2 separate regions of the Zea mays genome follow, and region 1 is linked to region 2. Evidence: chromatin contacts called from public Hi-C data. All regions are on one chromosome and are shown on one strand. Each heading gives the region's core, a stretch centred on a gene start, on an enhancer-like site or on the middle of the called end of the contact. The rest is flanking DNA. Distances are from core to core; before and after follow the strand shown. Region 1 holds the start of LOC100382223. Region 2 holds the start of LOC100382272.

Region 1 (5,416 bases), core at 315-2,814, 530 kb before region 2:
ACCACGTTGCGACTTGCGAGCCTGTGCAGCTGCGTTTGCGCATCTGGTTTCTTCTGGGTCATCTATATACTTCTCTCCTAGCAGGAACAGGAACAGCAAGCCACTCGCTCCTGCCGGCGAGACGATGGAGCGGGAGCCGTCGCGTTCCACTGACATGTGGGCTAGGTATGCGCTTCGCCGGCGACGTGATGCGGCACGGGGCTGGTGGACCCCTGTGGGTGCGCCGACTGGTACCGAACCATCGGTTTGCGGACGTTCTACCCGAAGGCGGGGTCCGGCGGCGCCTCAAGCGTATAGGACCTGCGCGTTGCAGGGCGCCATCCCGGCGAACTCGGCGGAGCCCTTGACCACCTCCCACTCCACCACTTCGTCCTCGACGCCGGGTACCGCGGCGGCGGCGGATGCGGCGGCAGAAACCGTGCCCACGGCGACGTCGAGCCCGGCGCCGACGACGTATATCCTCCGCCTCCCGCCAGCGACCTCCCCGAGCTCGCCAGCGACCACGTGCGGCCGGCGCACCTCGGGGGGCACCCCGGTGCCGGCCACCATCCGCCACTCGTCCCGGGCCTCGTCGTACCGCTTCAGCCGCCACTCCCCGTACTCCGCCACGATATACATCCGGCCGCCGGCGACGGCGCAGGAGCCCGTCCACCCCTCCCGCATCCCGCGCGCCATCTCGCACCACGAGTCCGCGGCGGCGTCGTACACGGCGCCGCGCGGCGCGCGCTCGAACGGCCACGCCCAACCCTCCGTCACGTACAGCTTCCCGCCCGCCGCCGCCGCGTCGTACCGCGCCACGGCGGCGCCGCGGCGCGGCGCGGCCGGCGACCACCGCCCGGCCTCCGGGTCGAAGACCTCCGCCTCGCCGTCCTCCCCGGCCACCACCACCCGCCCTCCCACCTCCCCGGCCGCCATGTACCCGCGGGGCGTCCGCATCGCCGCCGCCTCCTCCCACCCGTTCCGCGCGGCGCTGTACACCGCCACGCTCGTCACGGCCTTGTCGCCGCCCTCCTCGACGCCCCCAATCACGTAGATCTGGCCGCGGCGGGGGAGCCCCACCACCGCGAACGACCCGGCCGCGGCGCCGCCGGGCACCGGCGGGAGCAGGAGCCACTTCCTCGAGAAACGGTCGAGCGCCTGGCACTGGAGGCGCCGCGACATGGGGTCAAAGGCGAGGGCGAAGAGGAAGGGCACCGACCCCGTGGCCGCGGTCCCCGCCCCCGCCGCGTGAGGGAACAGCAGTGGCTTGGCCAGGGCGTCCGTGAGGAAGCGGTTCCAGGTGGAGGAGACGGTGCGGAAGAGGCGGTGGTAGAGGAAGGGCAGGTGGAGGAGGCACTTCTCGGCCACCTCCTCCGGCAGGCCCGGGATGAGCTCCATGACCTCCTCCCCCTCCCCGTCACCGGCGTCCAGCACCTGCTGCTTGCTCATGGACGAGAAGCTCATGGTGGCCGGGCCGAGCGGCGCGATTCTTCGGTCGAATTTGATGCGATTCGCTTCACCCCGCTGTGGGTGTGGGGGAGCTCTGTGGTTCGGCTTGGTGATGAGGAATGGAACCTGAAGCGGGGTGGGCACGAATTTATAGAGGTGAGTGGACTCTGGGCAAGTGCCAAGTCGTGCGGCTTTTCTCAGCTGGCGTCCTCCACTCCTCCCCTCCTGCCAAGGGCAACTACAGCTACAGCCCTTTCCAACCCACAGTCGTTCTTCTGTCTTCTCCCGAATGAGAGCCCATGGTGGCAGGCTGGCAGCGCCGGAGCCCGTTCTTCATCGTCCCGAACTTGGCACGCAGCAATAAGGCTTCGCCTCTCCATGGAATGCCTACAGCGTTTTCTACTTTAAACTACACTACGTAAATAAGACCTCAATTTCCATCGCCGACGGTGTCACCATGGTGGCCATATCGTCCCCAGGATGTGGCGTCCCCGTGTTCGGTTGCCTTGAAGGTTCCAAGTCGGAAACGGTTCCAGACCAGAAAACAGTGAACCACTCAATCCAGTCCAGAATTTGACACCACAAAAGTGCCATTGATCCGCCCCTCATCGTGTTGCAATGGTGCTGGATGTTGGATGCTTTGACCAACAAAAGTGGGCGGTGCACGATCGGAAAGAATGGTCTTTGTGCTTGTGCATCCATGCAGGAGTACTACTGCACAGGGTGAATGTGGCCAGGAACAGCCACAGGAACTTGAGGAAAGAATGGTCTTTGTGGCAATTATTTTGAAACGAAGGCGAAGTAATACCCCTCACTGCAACCGGGAATCGGTTCGGGCTCGTCGTGCTTTGGTTCAAGTGTTACAACATGCCACGGCCGCGTGGCCGGATTTCGAAACGATTGCCGTGAAGCTCGGTCCATCCGGTTCTTGTTGGATTGGATCTGGCCAGCGGCCGGCTCCGGTGATTCTTCGAGCTTGTTTGGCCGTACGCGTACGAGTTTTCCGCCACCCAGGCACGGACCCAAGGACGCGGCAGCTACTGCGCTGCCCGCGATCACGACGAGTCGACGACCGACGCGACGGCAGCAACTTGGCTCCTGGCCCGAGGAGGCCAGGACAGGAGGAGGAGGGCCGCTTGTGGGCCCGGCGAGAGGTGCATGTACTAGTACTGTACAGCCGTGATGGACAGCAGTCCAGTGGGCCTGGTGGGCGCGGACGGGCGTGTCCGCAAAGGAAAGGAAAGCTAGTACGTAGCTACGAGAATGTGCGGCGTGCGTGGGGCCCATTTGTCCTGGCCGAGAAGTTTCCAATTTATTTCCTCTCATCACTCCCATATATGCCATTTTCTGGTTTTTTTTAATTTCTCTCTAATAACTTTTATAGTTTCGTAGAAGTATGTCTATTTTTATTTATTTATTTATTTATTTATTTACACACTGACACTGCTACACGCTGCCGTGCTCTGTCTCCGTGGGTTTCGGATGAAAGAGGAGAGATGGCGCTGCGTCGGTGCGTGTGCGTGAGAGTTTGGGCTCTGCACGCGCAGGCCGTCCGAGGCACCGACCTCTCCGGTACCGATGCGCTCTCGACACGAGCCTGGAGACTCGTGCTGCTCGTTTTCCCTGTGTCGGTGCGGACCGTACTGCGACCACCGTCTTTTCCTCCGACAACAGCCACCCGAGATTAGTCTCCAACAAACCTGATATCGAAATGGATGGAAACCTTGTGCATTTTTTTTTTGTAACGATTCCATCTTTGTTGCACCGTGATATAATAATATATGGATCAAATAATCAACTTGGACGCGACTATTTGCTGCCGATAGATTTTTCCAGCGTTTGGGCATGGGACGGGCCTGAGAGGGGACGCGACAACAGCGGTCGGTCAATGCAATTAGTTGGTTGCCGCTACCGTAAGTCTGTAAGATGACAGCTACAGGCACGTTTACGGCCATCATCACCAGGCAACAGAAAATCGATCCACTATAGTCTGTAGCTAGCTCAACAGTCGCAGAAGAAAGATCCCTTTTACCAAACTCGCAGTAGTTTTGTCTGTCGACACCAACGCATAGAACCTACTACTCATACAACGGATGCATCAGCACAAAATCCTGGTCAAAACAGGAAATACGGACGCGGGGATCGTGCGCGGACGGACGAGTAGATTCTGCGACCCACTTGGATGGAAAAAAAAACCGGGCCGAGACGACGCGGGGCAGGCAGCCAGTGGTCGGCGTCGCGTCGCGTCGCGGCGCGGCTGCCAAAATACGCGCGATTGGCGGGCGGGCCGTGACAGGGGAGGAGACGCAGGCAGGCGACGGTGCGATCGCCGGGAATCCATCGATGGGAGCGGTGAAAGCTGAAAACGACGGCAGGCTCTGGACTCTGTCTGAAGCAGCACGCCGGAGCCCGGCGGGCGCTTGTTTGGGATAGTTGGTCGTGTGTCGGCGTCTCGACACGGGTAGCCCGGTGAAAAAACAGCGCCGCTGCCGCCGCCGGCGTCGTATGTGCGTGGGCACGCGTACTTGAAGGTGGGAAGGGGGAGAGTAGATGGCGACGTGGCGCTCGTGATCTGTGCAGCCTAATAATGGAATAGATAAGGATGATGATTCGAAGCCGCACACACACGGCAAGCGTGACAAGGGTCCCCCCACCCCCACCCCCAAAGCCGTCGTGAGTGCGGGTGCACGGTCACCGTTGGTTGGTCGTACCAGCGCCTACCATGGTAGTACGTGCCAATCTTCGTCGCGGGTGACCAGCGGAGAAAAAAAAAAGGAGCCTGCAAGGCGCGATGGCGGCCCTGTAGGACCGAACGGAACCGGATCCACAACATGGTGCCGCTGGCACGCGTGGTGGCACCGGCGCGTGGCTGCGGCCCGCGGTCCCGTACGCTCGCGTGCCTCTCGTGGCGAAAGCGCGCGCGGGCGGGCGAGCCGCGGTGGTAGGGCAGGGCAGGCAGGGCGCGTTGCGTTCTTTGCTTCCGCGCGCCTCCGACGGCGGTGGGCGCGCGCGCGCGCGTTGCGTTCTTTTCTTCCGTCCTCCCTCGTTTTTCCGCACCGCGGGCCGCAAGTGAGGTGTCCAAGACTCGAAGGACACTCGTGAACGATCATCGCTGTCCTCGCGGCGGCGGAGGGACCAGGACGCCTGCGCCCCACTCCGCCCTGCCGTCGCGCGCCTGAGCAGCTGTGGAGCCGTGCGGGCGCCGGGAGCGGCGGCAGCGCGGCATGGCCGCTGGGCGCCGCCGATCGCGACGAGACCTCGCGTCCCGGACGTACGGAAATGGGGACAGGGGCATGGCGCTGCACCCGTTCCTACTGTGCGCTGTCCCTGTCCCTCCTCCGCGGTGCACGGCACGAGGGCCCGGGTCGCAGCGTTGTAGGCCGGCACGTACCGTGCAGCGAGTTCTGGTGATGGGGCGTGCCGTCTGCAGCCGTTGGAGCGGCGGAGGGCCGGGTGCTGTGCGCGGACGTTGCGGCTCCGCACCAGGCACAAGAGAAGCGTGGGAAAGCAAATAAAGGCTTTCGTTCTCAAGTCAAATCCAGCCCACTGTAGCTGTAGTGCTCTCCCCCGTTTTGGAGGAGTGTTAGCGTACATACAAGCTTTTAAGAAAATGCACAGTGCGCGGCCGCAGCTCTTCTCAAAATCAAATTCTGATCACGGCCTTCTCTCCCCAAATCGCCAAGACTGACAAATATTTGGCGGGCTGGCAAGCAGCCTTGTTAAATCCCGCTGGCAGGGCAGTCCTAGTGAACTCGGTGCTTGACTCTCAGCTCGTCTATGCCATGTGCGCTGTGCCTTTGCCACCTGGGATTCTCTCCAGGGTGGACAGCCGAAGAAGATCCTTTCTCTGGACTGGCGAAGATCGGTGCTCTGGATCGAGCTGCTTGGTTGCTTGGGAAAATGTTTGTAAACCGAAACAGACAGGGGGTTTGGGCATCAAGGACCTACACATCCAGAACACATGTCTGTTGGTCAAGCTCATTCACAG
Region 2 (5,580 bases), core at 2,557-5,056:
CTTTCTGCACCAATGAATATAGGATATATATAAGTGCCCTATCCAGACGATGCCAGCTCTGAAGCTGTAACTTTAGTTGCATTTCAGTAACTTATGTTGAATTGGGTATTTTCGTACATAAGATCAGGTAAGGGAAACACAGAATGCTGACTAAATCTACATAGTTTATGTCTGTTTATATTTTCTATTCCTCAGGTTGTGCTAGAGTCCAAGCAGATCAGTGTCACTTCAGGAAAATAATCATTCGTGCTCAAATCTTTGTTGTTCAATAGAAAAATGGATCACAAATCCTGTCTCGGTAGTCTCTCATAGGCCCGTTGATGGGTCAAGAACCAAGTCTGAAGGCTCATGGAGAAACTATCTTGTTCGGTGAAAAAAAATAATGAACTATCTGACAAAACCAATTCAGTTTGGTTCAAAAGACTACCACATGCATGTTCGGTAGCCGAGAGAGCCCTGCCTGACCGACTCATCTCAACAAGAGGCAGAGGCAGAGGCAGAGGCAGGAGGCACACGCTCAAGTCTATAGAAAAAAAAATGCTGTCATTTTGACTATGACACAAACAGGTGTCTCAGGCCATGGAAACAGATAAGAGTCTATGGGTTTTCACGTCTGGGCAGGTGAGAACGAATCAAGGATCTATTATCAGAAACATCAACCGTGTAGTCAGTTGTCATGACGAACTGGTTGGCAATCTGTGCACGATTGGTTGGCATTGGCAAGGTGTCTGCTGGAGATGATGGGCAGAGCGATAATGAGTCGTGCGCCATAAGGAAGTCATCGGTCTCTGTGGTGCTTAGGTTGCAACAACCGAACAAATAGGCAACCACTATGTAGCTAAACCGGACGTGCACCGAACGCGAACTTTTAGTGTGCCAAAGGGAGCTTTGGTACAACAACTACACCTACTTAGACTAGCCAACATATCGGTAGGTACCAAACACAACCAGTAGAATGCTGTTCCAGCAGGAAAGGAGCACATGCACACCCATGATAGCCATGAACCAGCTACGAGAATGCAAATTTTTTTAATTATTTTCTCAGATTTCCCGAACCTGTAATCATATAAGTTGGAAATGTTTGATATACACGGACAACTGACATGAAAAAGGCCTAATTGTTTTATTCCTGACGTTTTGGTGCTCTTTTGGCCAGTCACCTAGCGCACCGTGATCTCGCTTGTAGGGAGCGAGGACTTGAGGTACTCTTTGCGTGAGCGGACCGTCCGCAACTTGTGGAGAGGGCTCTGTTCTTCTCTGCATGGCAGCGGACCATCCGCTCAGCGCAGAGGCTATGATGATCACTTGTAGAACTTCGGGAGGATCCCGTCAGGAAGTAATTGGGATCAGCAGACCACTCGACGTCAAGCCGAGGAGAGGTAAAGCTTGGGGATAAAGAAGACTAATTTAGACTAAATTACTGTTACTCCTAGGGTAAGAATGTAAAGGAACGGGTAAATAGATTGTTTGATCGATTAAGTGATGCCTCAATCGGCCGTACCACTTCGTATATACAGGGAGAGGTATGGATCCAAACTTAGCACGCGTGGGATAAAGAATCGCCTAAGTTAATCTAATCGTGGACCGTTCGACCTACACCGCGAACCGTCTAAGGCGTGGACCGTCTGGGTCACAGCCAAATCTGGTGCTCAACATAACGGAACCAATTCCTGAAGTACCCATGTGTACAAGGGCAAACAGTATTCTGATGCTACCCAGGCTTTAATGACTGATGGTCGACGGCGAAGGAGAAGACAAATTAGTTTACGTGCTAGTGGGCTCTACCTTAATTCTAAAGAAAAATTATCAAGTTGCCCATGCTAGTTGTGAAAGGGTGCGTAGTCCATTAGCATCTGTAGATGCTAGGTTTGACTCTTCGTTTATTTCAGAATTTAACGGTATTGCTCGATCTTTAAAGATGCTTATATACGTGCGCTCTTCGACGTTAGTGTGCATAATAACTCGAAGAAAAAAAAGGTTATCCACGCTAGCCATAAGTGGTGAAAGCTTTGGACGGTACCTTTCATGATTTGTTCGCCGCGGATGCATATCTCGCCTGGCTGGTTCCGTCCCAGCGACGCGCTGGTGTCTGGGTCGACGATCTTCAGCTCCGCGTTCCTGACGACGGTGCCACAGGAGCCGGACTTGACCTCGAACGGCTCCTTGGCGAAGGCCAGGCACATGGCCAGCACGGGCCCCGCCTCGGTCATCCCGTACCCCTGGTGGAAACGAACAGAGGTTATTCGTAAACATCACATTCCCGTTTCAACAGACAAAACCTATCGTCTCGGTCTTGTACAAGTACAACGATGTAGGTGCACCGGCATCCGTGGTGGGACTCGCCCACCCAGAGTCTGGGAGGAAAAGACCGGAACAAGTGGTTGAACGAAATGCTTTCTTAGCGAGACGGCAACCGGAATCATGGGCTTGCCGTGCGCACCGACCTTTCACCACACCACACTAGCGCCTCCATCAGGCGCGGGCGAACAAACAGAGCGCCGGCGTAAAGGCGTTCGTTGTGGTTGAGACGTCGCCTTGGCAGGCGGCACAAGCAAACCCGAGTGGTCATGCAGCCATAAAAAAAACACGACAAAAGCGCGGGCGTACGCTAATGCTACCCCCCACCAACTCTCTATCTCATCCCTTTCACTACCTCGCGCGCTCACTATGCTACTACAGTGTACAATTATAATAATACTACTCGTACTGCTACCACTGTGGACATGCACATGCACTTAATCACGAAACCGGCATTTCGTTGATTCGTGAAGCGTGGTTACGAGGTGTGGAGGATTGTGGGGGGCGCGAACAGACCTGGCCGAGCACGGCGTTGGGGATCTTGGCCATGAACGCGTCCTGGAGGTCCTTCCCCATGGGCGCGGCGCCGGACATGACCATGCGGATGGAGGCGAGGTCGGCGGCGCCCACGCGGGGGCTCTTGGCGATCTCCACCACGATGGGCGGCACGAAGGGCGCCACGGTCACGCCGTGCGCGCGCACCAGCTCCACCAGCGCGCCGATCTCGAACTTGCGCATGATCACGATGGCGCAGCCGGCGCGCAGCCCCGCCAGGAGCACCGAGTTCAGCGAGTAGATGTGGAACAGCGGCAGCACGCACAGCACCACGTCATCCTTGCTGAAGTACAGGTTCGGGTTCTCGCCGTCCACCTGAAAAAATCCATCCCGCAAGTCAAATCGAGTTGAACGCTAGCGCGCCATTAAAATCATAATACTAGTACGGAGTACTGTACATCGGCACGGATCTCGGGCCGGATCGTGAGATTGTCAAACAGCTGGCTCTGGGCCTCTGGCTGCCTGCCTGCCTGCCTAGAGTTACTGCTACTGACAGCCGCGGCCCACGGGAGGCTAGCCACGAGACAGGCTGTCGCATTAAACGGCTCATGACGGGGTGGTAAATGATCGTTCTATTTCGCGCCGACTGAAAAGCGCGTAGGAGAGGGGAAAAAATCCTCCCGAGCTGGAAAGCGTGGGCGCCGTCACGCCACTTCGAATCGAAGAGGCACAGGAAACTGAAATAAATAATAAAAAAATTTCCTCGCGCTAGAACTAACGGGACCGAAACGGAATGGGAGCAGGCCAGCGGCGGCAGGAGGGACGAGGATCTCCGCCCGCTCTCACCTGCTGCGCGACGCTGGTGACGAGGCTGCGATGCGTGAGCATGACGCCCTTGGGCATCCCGGTGGTGCCGGAGGAGTAGGGCAGCGCGACGACGTCGTCGGGGCCGACCTCCTCGTCGGCGGCGAGCGGCTCGGCGGCGTCCACCAGGGCCCGCAGCTCCAGGCACCCGTCGAAGGCGCCGTCGACGGCGACCACCGGCACGCCGCGCTCGGCGGCGAACCCGCGCACCTTGTCGACGGCGCAGGCCTCGGTGACGACCACCCTGGCCCCCGCCGCGGCCGCCTGGCGGTGGATCTCGTGCGGGGTGTAGAACGGGTTGGCCGTGGTGGTGGCGGCGCCCAGCCGCGCCGCGCCGAGGAAGACCAAGGCGAACTCGGGGCAGTTGCGGAGCAGCGCCATCACCACGTCGCCCCTGCCCACCCCGAGCCCGCGCAGCGCCGCCGCCGCGGAGCGCGACAGGCGGTCCACCTCGGCGTAGGTGTGCACGGCGCCCGTCTGCCCGTCGATGAGGCAGGGGCGGGAGGACACCTCGGGGAGCCGCTCGAAGCAGTAGGCCTGCAGCGAGAGGTTCCGCGGGATCTCGATGTCGGGTAGCTTGGAGCGGAACACTACCGACGCCGCTGCTGCCGCTGCCGCGGTGGAGTCCTCCGCGACGGAACCCATCGTCCTCGCTGCCGGTGAAGCGATCGGCTCCGCGTCGGCCGGAGGGCAAATGGTGGGCGGGATCTCGAGGCTCTGCTCGGCTCCGCTGCTCGCCTGAGCTGAGGAGTGGCGGAATTGGGGAGGAAGCCGGGTTATTATACCGCCGCGGCGTGGTGGAAGGGTTGGTGGGGGACAGATCACTGATGGGGCCGCAATGTCGGTGGGGGAGCCGGTAACGAGTTCGAGGGTGTCCACGGCGGGCATCCTTCCACGGACTCCGGGTCAGTCGAGAGAGTTGACTGTACTATTAGTAATCTGTAGCACGTCCTATTGACTTTGTTTTCACTTTTCACCGAACCAGCTTGCCAGGCCGGCTATTGCATTGGAGGCAGGGTGAGAGTGAGATCGGTGCGCGTTTCCTCTTCTGGGCTTGCTGTTAACCATGCTTTCGAACGTGATGTCGCCGGTTTTGTCAGCGTGTGCAACTGCGTCACAAGGCTACACCGCCCTGGTAACGTGAACGGAGGATGACACATGTGTCGTGTACTTACTGATCTATACAAAACTACACTTGTCCCCTTTAACGATTTTTAGTTCATGTTATATAAAAAATATTAATATTTAAGATACAAAATTAATAATATTAAGTTAGCTATAAATTATATTTATCACAATCCAATTGTAGTTGTAAACTAAACTTTTTTAGCAATGTTTCTCTAAGACTCACCGATCTCCCGTAGGACTTTAGTGTAAGCCCTTCCCGTCGTACGATTGAATCACCGAACTTTTCTACCATGACACTGAGTCATAACTCTGGGTTAACTCTTCTCCGACAATGGACAACTTTATCTCTTCAACGAAGGGCCTTCTATTCATCCTCTATAGGACAAGAACCCTAAATTTATTTCTCAACTCCCATAATCTTCTCCAATCAATCCAAGTCAATCAGAGTCAACCATGGTCAGCTCTATAGTTGTTCAATAGGACCCTCTGATATATCGCCCAAGAAGTACTCTCTTAACCCCCACAAGGTTCCTACCTACGCTGTAGATGGAATTAAGTGCCAGGATTGCTTGCTCGGTCAAGCATTGCCTATTCAATTCAAACAAGTGGTAAGTGTTCCAACATCAACCCTCTTCCATTCAAATTCAATATCCCAAATTCAATTTATGTCAATACTATCTAATGTCCTAATAGACTGTCCAAAAGAACACTTATTAGAATCACTATGGGTGAGTTGTCTCTCTCCCCTTTACCTTGGGCCCACCTATCAGCATGAAACGGGAACAACTCCATTTT

Evidence for each region. A called contact is a pair of places that touch in the nucleus more often than the background predicts.
Region 1: a contact with region 2 is called in a Hi-C map of bundle sheath, with 2.4 times the contacts expected there. The contact joins the promoter of LOC100382223 here to the promoter of LOC100382272 in region 2. A contact is called at or near these places in 3 of 25 Hi-C or Micro-C datasets (bundle sheath, endosperm and leaf mesophyll).

The regions. Positions count from the first base shown.
Region 1 is chr9:112,738,653-112,744,068 of Zm-B73-REFERENCE-NAM-5.0, reverse strand. LOC100382223 reads right to left here and starts at 1,564. Exons shown (of 1, transcript NM_001174979.1): 1 at 1-1,564. The coding sequence starts at 1,443. The coding sequence ends at 286.
Region 2 is chr9:112,211,567-112,217,146 of Zm-B73-REFERENCE-NAM-5.0, reverse strand. LOC100382272 reads right to left here and starts at 3,806. Exons shown (of 6, transcript NM_001175023.1): 1 at 3,640-3,806; 2 at 2,815-3,168; 3 at 2,021-2,219. The coding sequence starts at 3,696.